Regions from separate parts of the Mus musculus genome. Here regions 2 and 3 are each linked to region 1. Evidence: chromatin contacts called from public HiChIP or PLAC-seq and promoter capture Hi-C data. All regions are on one chromosome and are shown on one strand. The core of a region is the stretch at or near the end of the contact, and the rest is flanking DNA. Distances in the headings are between cores, read along the strand shown.

Region 1 (3,303 bases), core at 12-2,511:
TCTGATAGGGTGGGGGCTTTGCGACCCACGGGGCCCAGGCCACACAACACAGCTGGGTAGGCTGGGGAAGATTGCTCAAGGCCGAGCTGGGATGACAAAGAGGGGCAGATGGCAGCAGCCAGAACTCAGAAGGTTCTGAGGACTGCCCCTATCCCACAATTCTACCCCTGCTCCTGGGAAAGCTTAAGAGAAATATATGAGGCCGCTGGAGCCTAGAGGGGTGCTGACCCCTCAGTACAGGGAAAACAACCCCAAGGCCATCAGGGGCCTGTCCCCCAACCGCGTGGAACAGAGCCTCTGACCCACCCCATTTTCAGAGTCCTGTTTGTGACCTCCAAACAGAGCAGTCAAGCCATGCGTTTGAAGAGCGAGCCACCCACCCTCCTTTCCCACACGCTATCAACCGCTGTCCACAGGAGGGGAGGATCATTGCTTCTCTGGACTTAGCCCAAGAGAAGAGACACGTTCCCTAGCGACTCTCCTCACCACGCAGCCAGCGCTCGGGGCTTCACCTGTCCTCAGTTTTCCCCAGGTCTCTGGCCTACCACCCATGGCCTGTGGGGCTGGAAAGTTCACGAAAGCCCAGAAAGCTCTTCGAGGTGGCAATCTGGCCCTACACTCTCCTGAATCCCTTCGTTATCGGGACTCCTGACCCTTGTCCTTCCCATAAGGAAAGCACTTAGCGTCTGGCTTGTGCCTGGGAGGGGAACTTTTGCGTTTGTAGGGTTCCGACGGAGGTCAGGGCCAAAGGGAGTCCGGGATCCAGAGTCCCCGCGGGGCACGCGTTCTGCCTCAGCACCTGGAACTTGGGAGTGGCTTTCCCAGGGCATCCTTCACCCCACACACACACCAAAAAAATAAATAAATAATAAAAAAATAAAACGCAAGCGCGCCTGCCGAGCGCCCATCGCCTATGGCAGCTGGGGAATTCTGCCCAAATCTCCAGCGCAAAGGCAGTCGGCCCCTTTAAGGACCGCCCGGCTTACCTTTGCTCAGCTTGCCCGGCGCGGTGCCCCTCTCTGGCCGCCGCGGCGGACTCTGCGCGTGTCCCGGTCGTGGCGAGCCGGCTCCCGCCCTCCGCGGCCGCGCTGCCAGGCTTAGGTGCCCTGCCCCGCGCCCCGCCGGGGTCCCTACTCGGGACCCTGGCTCTTCCTGGCCCTGGAAAGGTGAGCGGTTTTCCCCCCAAAGAAGCTGTAACCTGAGCTGCGGGAGAAGGGAGAAGGGAGGGGTGCAGGAAGGTGGGTAAGAGGAGGAGGAAGGCAAAAGCCGGGCCCCAGCCAGAGTTTTTCACGTGTACAAGTTGACTCCGCCTTTGTCCGGACCGGCCCTGCCCACAGTCACTGCCAATCCCTTGCTCTCCCTCTGTCCCAGGGCCACCCCTTTCTCCCACTCTGGGAACTAAGGCCTGTGCTTCTTCCTGTTCCCCTCATAAGCTGGCCCTAAACTAAGTACAGGGTGAGGCCCTTTAGCCTGGACCACACCGGACAGGTCTCTGTCTCTACCCAACCTGCTGAGTGCCAATTTCGGGGGGTGGGGGGAGGGTAGTGGGGGCAGCGCCTAGCACCTAAGAGCTAATGTGCGATCTCAGGGCACAGGGCCTCGCCTATTCTCCTCTCTTTTATGGAGTGTGAAATTGTCACTTACCTGATAATATCTCCCTGATCCCTTCCCCCATCTCTGCCTCTCCATGGCCTGGAGGAAGAGTTCCTTCCCACATAGCATCCCTCTTCCACTATGAAGAGGAACAACTCTGTCCTTTTTGGCCAAGTGAATCAACTAAGAAGCTTTGCAGATAGGCAATGCTAAGTCAGGTCTCGGTTTACACAAGGGGAAACTAAGTCTCAGAAAGGAGACTGAAGAAGCCCAAAGTCCTACAAGGCTTAGAACCCAGGTCAAACATCATTCTCCCACACTGTCTAACGTCAGGGGTCAAAAACCACCACCAGGGGCGCTGGAGAGATGGTTAAGCAGTCCTGAGCAGTTACTGCTCTTGCAGAGGACCCCGGTTCCGTTTCCAGCACCCGCATGACTGCTCACAACTGTCTATAGCTCCAGTTCTAGGGAATCTGACACCTTCTGATCCATGGTGCCAAGAACATATGTGTTAGATACACACAGCTGTGGGCGAAATTCGCGCGTGCACACAAGCTAAATATAAATAAACCTTTTGTTTGTTTAAAGCACGCCACAAAAACGCTGGGGTGGGCTGAGGGTCAGCCTTCTTATGCTGGGGCCTTTTTATCCTTGCTTCCGGTGCTCTGCCGGGACTACATCAAAGAGGTCCTTGCCCTCTGTTCTTTTAGCAGATATGGCACATAGCTTCTGCAATCTGGGTGCCCTTGAGAAGGCTGCTTTGAGGAGAATGTGGTGTTGGAAAGAGGACAGTTTTCTTCTAAAAGACAGAGTCCTGAGGTCACAGCCACATGAGAGTGACTTATGGGTGGCTGACATCCCACAAGGGCCTACCAGCTCTTTGCTACCTTCCCTACCAGGGCATGGAGATTTTTCTGGGAATGAGTGTTTTATGCAGCTGTGGCTGCTACAAGCTGAAGGGCTGCAAAGAGTGCCTACAGCCAAGCCTCTGGATTTGGGACAGAGGATACCTGTCCTGTTCCATGAGTAACTAGGAAAACCTAGGCTTAGGCGTGGTGGGGAGGGCCTGCACTCAGGAGGAAGAGGCAGGAGGATCACTATAAGTTCAAGATCAGCCTGGTTTCCCCAATGAATTCTAGGCCAGCCACGGAGTGAGACATGCTCTCTAGAAGAGGAGGAGGAAAAGAAAGGGGGAGGGGGAGGAGAAGGAGGGAGGAGGAGGAGGAAGACAATGACAAAGACAGGGAGCAGGGAGGCTATGTCAATGCCAGGGAAGGTTGGAGGGCTGGACTATGCCTAAGTATTTAGAGGATTAGAGAAGATGGGGCCAAAGGGTAGAATTTCAGAGAGCCAGGGGGTAAGGTCAAAAGGTCTCAATAAACAGTTTCTGAACATCTTCTGCATGTCAAGCAGTAATCAGGTTTCTGAGCCCAGAGGATAAATAACACCCTGGACCCTCCCCTCCAGGAGTTTGTACGGAAGGGAAGCAAATGAGAAAGACGCTTAAGTCTGCTTTCCATTGCTATAACAAGCACCTGAGGTAACCAGCTTATAAAGAGAATGTGGAGGGGGGAAGAGGGAGGAAGGGGGAGGAGAGCATGCTTTTGGAGGGTCCAGTCTGTGAACAAATGACTGTCGCTTTTGGAACTATGGCAGTGTATGTCATGATTGGGAACAGGTGGAAGATTGAAGTCACTCATCTCGGAGCTT
Region 2 (3,214 bases), core at 622-3,121, 72 kb before region 1:
TTCGCCTTCCTGTTTGAGCTACATATGTTCCTAAAATATTCTAGGAAAGTGAGCATAACCCAGCCTATCTGTGAGGGTCGGGAGTGTGGTCCAGCACCAGGGAGTTTACCTGGGTTCCATTCCCAGCATCCCTGAACAACAACAACAACAAACAACAACAACGGACCCCCTCCCAGCACTTCCAAACAACAACAGGGCCCCTCCTCTGACATTCAGAGATACCCCCTCCTCCTTTTCATGAATTTTCTAGCTGAACATATTTTCAGAATTCCTATATATCCGATTCTATCCCAGACCCACAAAGTGCTAATAGGCACAAGGAGACTTTCGTCTGAGAATTCTTGCATTTGCAAAAGGATGTAGGGGAAATGAAAATAGTCACTCTCCAATTGCTGAGGTGCAGCAGGCTCTGGATTGCTTAGACTGGGGTCCATTTTATACTGACACCTGTGTTGCATCGTCCCACAGCTGCACACCCTTTGGCCTAGAATGGCCTCTGCACAAGATCTTTTATTCTATCTATCTATCTATCTATCTATCTATCTATCTATCTATCTATCTAGTTTTGTAACAGACCTCCCAATTGTGGTTTTGCAGTCCAGATAATTGCTCCTTTAGGAAGTAGAACAAGGAAGACCACACAGCAGCCTCTGGTGTGCAAACCATTCATTCCTCAGCTCTAGGTCTCAGTTCTAGGTCTATTCCTGGCTGTACAGAGACTGAAGGCTGCTGACTTTCTAGAAATATCTTCAGAGGGGTTCCTACACCAGAAAAATGGGGCTCTGCACGGCACCCAAAAGGGTAATATTCTGAGTGCCAGGGATAGACCAGAGCTCTGTCCTGACAGAAGCCAGGGAGAAGTAACAAGGTGGAGGGATACATTAGGGGTATTCTGGGTACTAGAGATAGAGGATGGATGAGAGGCTCTACACTTCTCTACCTGGCCCAAGGGCTCAGCCTCCGCAGGCAAATGCTGCAGCCGAGTCCTGTCTCCCTTAGGAGATCCCAGGAGCCTCACCATCTTGGTAAAGGGATCAGCTGTATCAATTGATGTGGACCTATTATGAGTGGAATCACCAGTGGGTTCCTAGTCAAACCACAGGCCAGCCCTGTCACTGAGAACTGTCCCCTGAGCTGGCACCGCCAACTGTCTTCCCCTCAGTGCCAATTCCACCTCCGGCGCCGAGGCTACAAAATCTCAGAGGAACAGAGCAATAAGGGTCTTACGCATCTCTGTACATTCCATCACTCTTTGGCTGGTGGGCTCGGTGAGCGAGGGCGAAAGGGTTCTGAGCTCTCTCGGGACGAGTGAGACAAATACATAGCCCAGATGTCACCTTCAGTCCCGAGAGAGTTTTCCGGGAGAGCTTGTAGTGGGGGAGGGAGGCAGCCCCTGGGCTAAGATCCAGCCCAGCTGGGCAGGTGGTCACAGCTGCGGGGATGTGGAGGGGCGTGCGGGGCGCGACACTCACGTCCTCTTGAAGACACCCCCGAGGGCGCTGCCCAGCAGGAGGCAGAGCTGCTGCGAGAAGAAGACCCAGGAGATCTGGGGCAACGAGCTGTGCGTCTGGCAGCGCAGGTCCAGAAGCGTGGGCCCCAGGAAGGCGATGCACAGGCCGAAGCTGAAGAAGACGCTCCAGTAGGTGAGCGTGGGCTGTAGGTTGCGGCGGAGCAGCTCAGACACCCGGCCGTCGCAGCCCATGGCTCGGCCGGCAGCTCGCAGCGAGCCCAGGGCCGAGTGCCGCGGCCAACCGGAGGCCGGGCGGGGAGGAGAGGAGAGGAGGGGAGCGCCGCGCGGCTGCCCCGCCCTCGGCCAGCGCGGGGACGCCTGGAGGTCCGGGGCGTCGCGGACGCACGTGTCCCGCCGCCGGGACCGCCCCGCCTCGCTTCACGTTCCTGGGGGCCCCACGTTGGTTAATTCACCCGGGAGCGCGACCCGCCAGCTAGTGCTAAAGGCTCCTCGCGCCCTACACCGCGCAGCCTTTCAGCCTGGCGATCTGAATCCACATCACTTGGTCTTGGGGTGCTGCCGTTGGACTTCGAGGGTCTGCCAGCGCGGCTCTCTACCTCCCATGCCCTACTCTCTAAAAGCAGTCCTATCTGTACATGACTTTCTTGTGGCTTTCATTTGGAACCTCAAGGGGTCCGGTACACTGTCATTTGGAAAAACAAAAGCAAAAACACCAAACACTCCCAGAAACTTGGACATTCGTTTTACTGCTTTTAGGTGCTGGGATTGACCCCAAGGCCTATAACATGCTAGGCAAGTATCCCCAGTCCTAGAAATTTAGGTCTTCTCCATTCTATGCTTTGGGGTGCGGGGGTATCACCCTGCACCTGTTCCATCACAGGTGAGGAAGGCAGTAAGGCCAAGCTCTGTTTAGGGTTCTATTTCTCCTTCCCAATGCAGTGAGGGAGGGCAGGAACCCCAGGACTCGCAGAGGAATTCTGAGATGATCCTCCAGGCAGAGTTCTCTTCCCACTTGAAAATGCCTTGACAGGGTGGAGGGGTTGTTTACACTCCAAGACCCTGATACCGACCCGACACCCCCACAGCCCTGGACAGTGGTGTATGGTCCTGCTCCTGAGGGAGTTAGGATCCGGTGCCCACACCAGAACCTAGGAGCACAGCAGTTAAGGACCTTCAGTGTCTCCTTTGCCAAGTGTCTTAATAGTGCTGGAGGTTGTGACATCGTGCCCACAGAAGTGTTTGGCTGGGTGACCCCATGATACCTTGGCGTGAAGTGGAGATAATCAATTTCCTGAGCAGGGACACTACCTCAGAGTGCTACCCCATACCTGTCCTGGACTGTGCATCAGAGGAAGGCTCCAGTTTAAGAGTCCCTCTGGCTCATTTACTCCATGGGTGATGGCATAGACTAATTTAATGGCAGTAAAGGTGGGATTTATAGTACATGAAATAAGGTACAAAGTTATCACCTGAAAAAAATATAATCATTAGCCACTGCTGTGAAGTTCTAGAGGAACAGCAGCTCAGAGATGGGAAGGGTGACCTGGGGCTCAGACCCTTATCTCCTCCCAATTATCCCTGTGGTAGGTAGCTTGATAGCTTTCTTCTGTTGATGGAGACTTGCTTGCCGTTTACTTTTCATTTCTTAAAACATCGTTTTTAGATTTGTCTATTTTATGTATGCTTCACCTGTCCGTATTTATGTCTGTGCACCATGGGCATGCCTGGAGCCTATGGAGGTCA
Region 3 (3,164 bases), core at 189-2,688, 130 kb after region 1:
GCAAGCAGGGAATACTTGTGCAAACATCTAATTGGAAAGCTCCTGTGGCCTTTAACATAATTGGCTGGTGCTGGGAGTCCTAACATAAACTTAACTTCTGCTCCCCTCTTCATTGGTGGTCATTAGGCAAGGGGTGGGCTTGTAACCTGGGGTGCAGGTTTGTTGGGGGGATAACCAAGAGACACTGGTCTTGTTGGGGATTAGCCTAGAGACTGGAGCTAGGCTCAGGTTTTGTTGGGGGGGGGGGGCGGCAACTTGGAAACTAGTGCTGGATACCAGCCTGTTAGTCTACCTGAGTTCAAACTTAGGTCAGGTTCTCTAAAATGGAGTCTGAATTTAAAAGCTTTGGCATCTCAATAGCAAGTTGCAAGGCAGTCATGGCTCCAGAGTGAGACCCTTATTTGAATAATAATAATAAAAAGCCAAATGAGAAGAATTGGTGAAGGGATTCGAATCACATGAGACAGACCCAGGACAAAAGGCCTCAGTCAGAGTGGGGTCTAGCTGATTATTATCAGAGTTAGTCAAGTGGGCCTTGGTGAAAGAAGGCAGTGGTAGATTCCATTCCAGTCACAGATGTTTCTCAGCCCTGTTGTTCCTGGAGGTGACTGCAGAACAGAAATACCCAGAGCGAAGAAGACAGCTGCAAAATGGCGACAGGGATACCGTTCCTTTCCAATAATAGGTCAACAGCAGGCCCAAGGGAGGAGTTGGCAAAGAACGGCCTGCAAATCCCTGCTTCTGAGCCAGATTGGTCAGAGCACAGGATGTATGGTATCTCCAGACCTCAGGAGAGGTCATATTTGGACGGAGCCCTCACCTGAGGGGTCTTTCCCTCTCTTCAGGAGGCAGTGTCAGAACTGAACTAGGGGACAATCAGCTGGTGTCTGCTGGGGAGTGTGGCATCAGAATTGCTCAGTATGTGAGGAGGAAACTCATTTATCAGGTGTCAGAAGAGGCACGGTTTGTGACAGTAGAAAAAGACACCTTGGGTTTTCCCATCTTCAATAGACGCTGAGAGGACTCGGGCTAGAGGGAGGTGGGGGATAAGTTTCTCAGGAGCGGAGTATGGTGAGACTGCTTCCCAAGGAGAGAACCTGTCTGTGCAGGACACCCAGAGATACAAATTCAACAACTAATTTGCAATCCTGTGCTCTTGTGATAAAGTGGCAAACAATACCAACAGCAGACACAGCTCCTGCTCTTTTTTTCCCCCCTTGGTTTTTGTTTTTTTTGAGACAGGGTTTCTCTGTATAGCTCTGGCTGTCCTGGAACTCACTTTGTAGACCAGGCTGGCCTCAAACTCAGAAATCCGCCTGCCTTTGCCTCCCAAGTGCTGGGATTAAAGGCATGCGCCACCACCCCCGGCTCACAGCTCCTGCTCTTAAGGAACACAGCCCGGTGCTGGGATGGAGAGGTCAAGAGTCAGTTACAGATGCTGAGTCATGTCCTTTGAAGATGGCACAGGCTGTCTGGAGATAGTTACCACAGACACTGGGTGTGGGAACTTCTTGAAAATGACGTCATGGTTAAGGCAAAGGATGAGTAAGAGTCGGTTCAAAGAATGGGGAGACCATGGGTGAGGTTATAAGAGAACTCAGCCTGGTGCAGCATTGCTATAGCCCTACCAGTGACACAATGGCGACTGAAGGATCAGAGGGTAGAGTGACAGAGTCCTAAGCAATATGGCTATCAGGAAAGATTCTGCTCTAGGAGTCTTAAAGGTCATTGTGGTCTACATCAGGGTAAATTGGAACTTGCCAAGGCATTAAAAAAAAACTTTCTAGAATCAACTGTACCAGGTAACACTCAGCAAGGCTCTGAGAACCCAAGAGCAGAGGCAGGAGGATTGCAGTGAACCCAAGGACATCCGGGGTTATGGTGCCTGTCTCTCTCGGGTTGTCTTCCTGTTAGTTTCTACTGCCACCCATGTAGCTTGAGAAAGGAGGCTTCTAAAAAGGGGCAATCCCAGGAGCTGTAGCTGAAAGTCTGAGGGATTTGGGGAGCACGAGTCAGTTCTTAGAGTGTGGGGCTCTGACAGTTGCCAGGATCCAGGAGCTGCCCATTCAGCGTGTGTGAGAGGCAGCACTGTATGCAGAGAGGCCTCAAGGGATCCTACCCAGTGGCTGTGACGACTGCTGAACAGGCGGTAGTCAGATCCGGGGGATCCCAGAGCCAGCAGCAGCATTGTGGCAACTGAGTAGTATGTACAGGGAGGTGGACAGTGCATCCCTGTAACTCCTCAGCAGAGGGAACGCTAAGAATGGCTCTGTCTTGGATATTTACAAGGTGCCCATGTCTTTTACAGCCCTCCTTTTCAGGCTCTGTGTGATGGTTTGCATATGCTTGGCCCAGGGAGCAGCACTATTAGGAGGTGTGGCCTTGTGGAGTAGGTGTGGCCTTGTTGGAGTAGGTGTTGAAAGGAAATAAAACTCGAGACCTGTGATTTATGTAATGTATGTCAAATAGCCCAAAGAGTTGTTTGTGAGCTTTGAAACCTGGGGCTGAGAACATAGCAGAACAGACCAGGACATGCCCGGGCAAGCCCATCACCTCCCTATCTCCCACCCCTCTGACCTAAGTTAAATGTTACAGGCTCCTGATGTTTAAATGGACCAATCATGTGAAACCGCGCCAATTCCTCCCCCAGCCCCACTCCTTTTCTATAAAAACCCCTAGCTTCCAAGCCTCGTGGTCGAATCCACTGTCTCCCGTGTTAGATACATTTCCACCCGGAGCTCCGCCATTAAAATACCTCGTGTTGTTACATCAAGGTGTTGTGTTCTATTCGTGATTCTTGGGTGCAAGCCGAATCGGGAGCTGAGTGGGGGTTTCACCACTAGGTTCTTTCAGTGTGACCTTGTTAGAGTAGGTGTGTCACATTGGACATGGGCTTTAAGACCCTTGTCCTAGCTGCTTGGAAGCAAGTCTTCTCCTAGCTGCCTTTAGAACAAGAGGTGGAACTCTCAGCTTGTCCAGCCCCGTGTCTGCCTGGACACTGCCATGTTCTCACCTATCAGTCCATGATAATGGACTGAACTTCCGAACCTGTAAGCCAGCCCCAATTAAATATTTCCTTTATAAGAGTTGCCTTGGTCATGTTGTCTGTTCACAACAGTAAAACCCTAACTAAGACACTCTTTTTTTCCCTATTGATTGGACAA

The links. HiChIP or PLAC-seq counts read pairs in DNA pulled down with a chosen protein or histone mark. Capture Hi-C pulls out chosen DNA fragments and counts their contacts.
Region 2: a promoter capture Hi-C map of pancreatic islet shows a contact between it and region 1. The contact joins the promoter of Mfsd4a here to the promoter of Cdk18 in region 1. A contact is called at or near these places in 13 of 39 promoter capture datasets (the 3T3-L1 cell line, cranial neural crest, embryonic stem cells and 9 more), 1 of 15 datasets of contacts at CTCF or cohesin (embryonic stem cells), 5 of 484 Hi-C or Micro-C datasets (liver, myocytes, nephron progenitors and 2 more), 5 of 115 datasets of contacts at active chromatin or transcription factors (embryonic stem cells and pancreatic cancer cells) and 3 of 9 other capture datasets (adipose tissue, embryonic stem cells and pancreatic islet).
Region 3: a contact with region 1 is called in an H3K27ac HiChIP or PLAC-seq map of embryonic stem cells, with 11 read pairs. The contact joins the enhancer-like site here to the promoter of Cdk18 in region 1. A contact is called at or near these places in 1 of 15 datasets of contacts at CTCF or cohesin (the NIH/3T3 cell line), 2 of 484 Hi-C or Micro-C datasets (both in embryonic stem cells), 7 of 115 datasets of contacts at active chromatin or transcription factors (embryonic basal ganglia, embryonic stem cells, oligodendrocyte precursor cells and 1 more) and 3 of 9 other capture datasets (adipose tissue, liver and pancreatic islet).

What each region holds. Positions count from the first base shown.
Region 1 is chr1:132,138,424-132,141,726 of GRCm38.p6, forward strand. Cdk18 (cyclin-dependent kinase 18) reads right to left here and starts at 1,262. Exons shown (of 16, transcript NM_008795.2): 1 at 987-1,262.
Region 2 is chr1:132,066,191-132,069,404 of GRCm38.p6, forward strand. It overlaps Mfsd4a (major facilitator superfamily domain containing 4A), which reads right to left and starts at 1,872. Exons shown (of 10, transcript NM_001114662.1): 1 at 1,473-1,872. The coding sequence starts at 1,702.
Region 3 is chr1:132,263,298-132,266,461 of GRCm38.p6, forward strand. No RefSeq gene overlaps it. Among named protein-coding and RNA genes, the nearest start is that of Gm29630, 13 kb to the right of the region's middle. Within about 2 kb of position 1,439, at least 76 of the 459 cell types and tissues checked have an H3K27ac peak or open chromatin away from gene starts, as enhancers often do. A contact at or near this core is called in the NIH/3T3 cell line and embryonic stem cells, where this site is marked.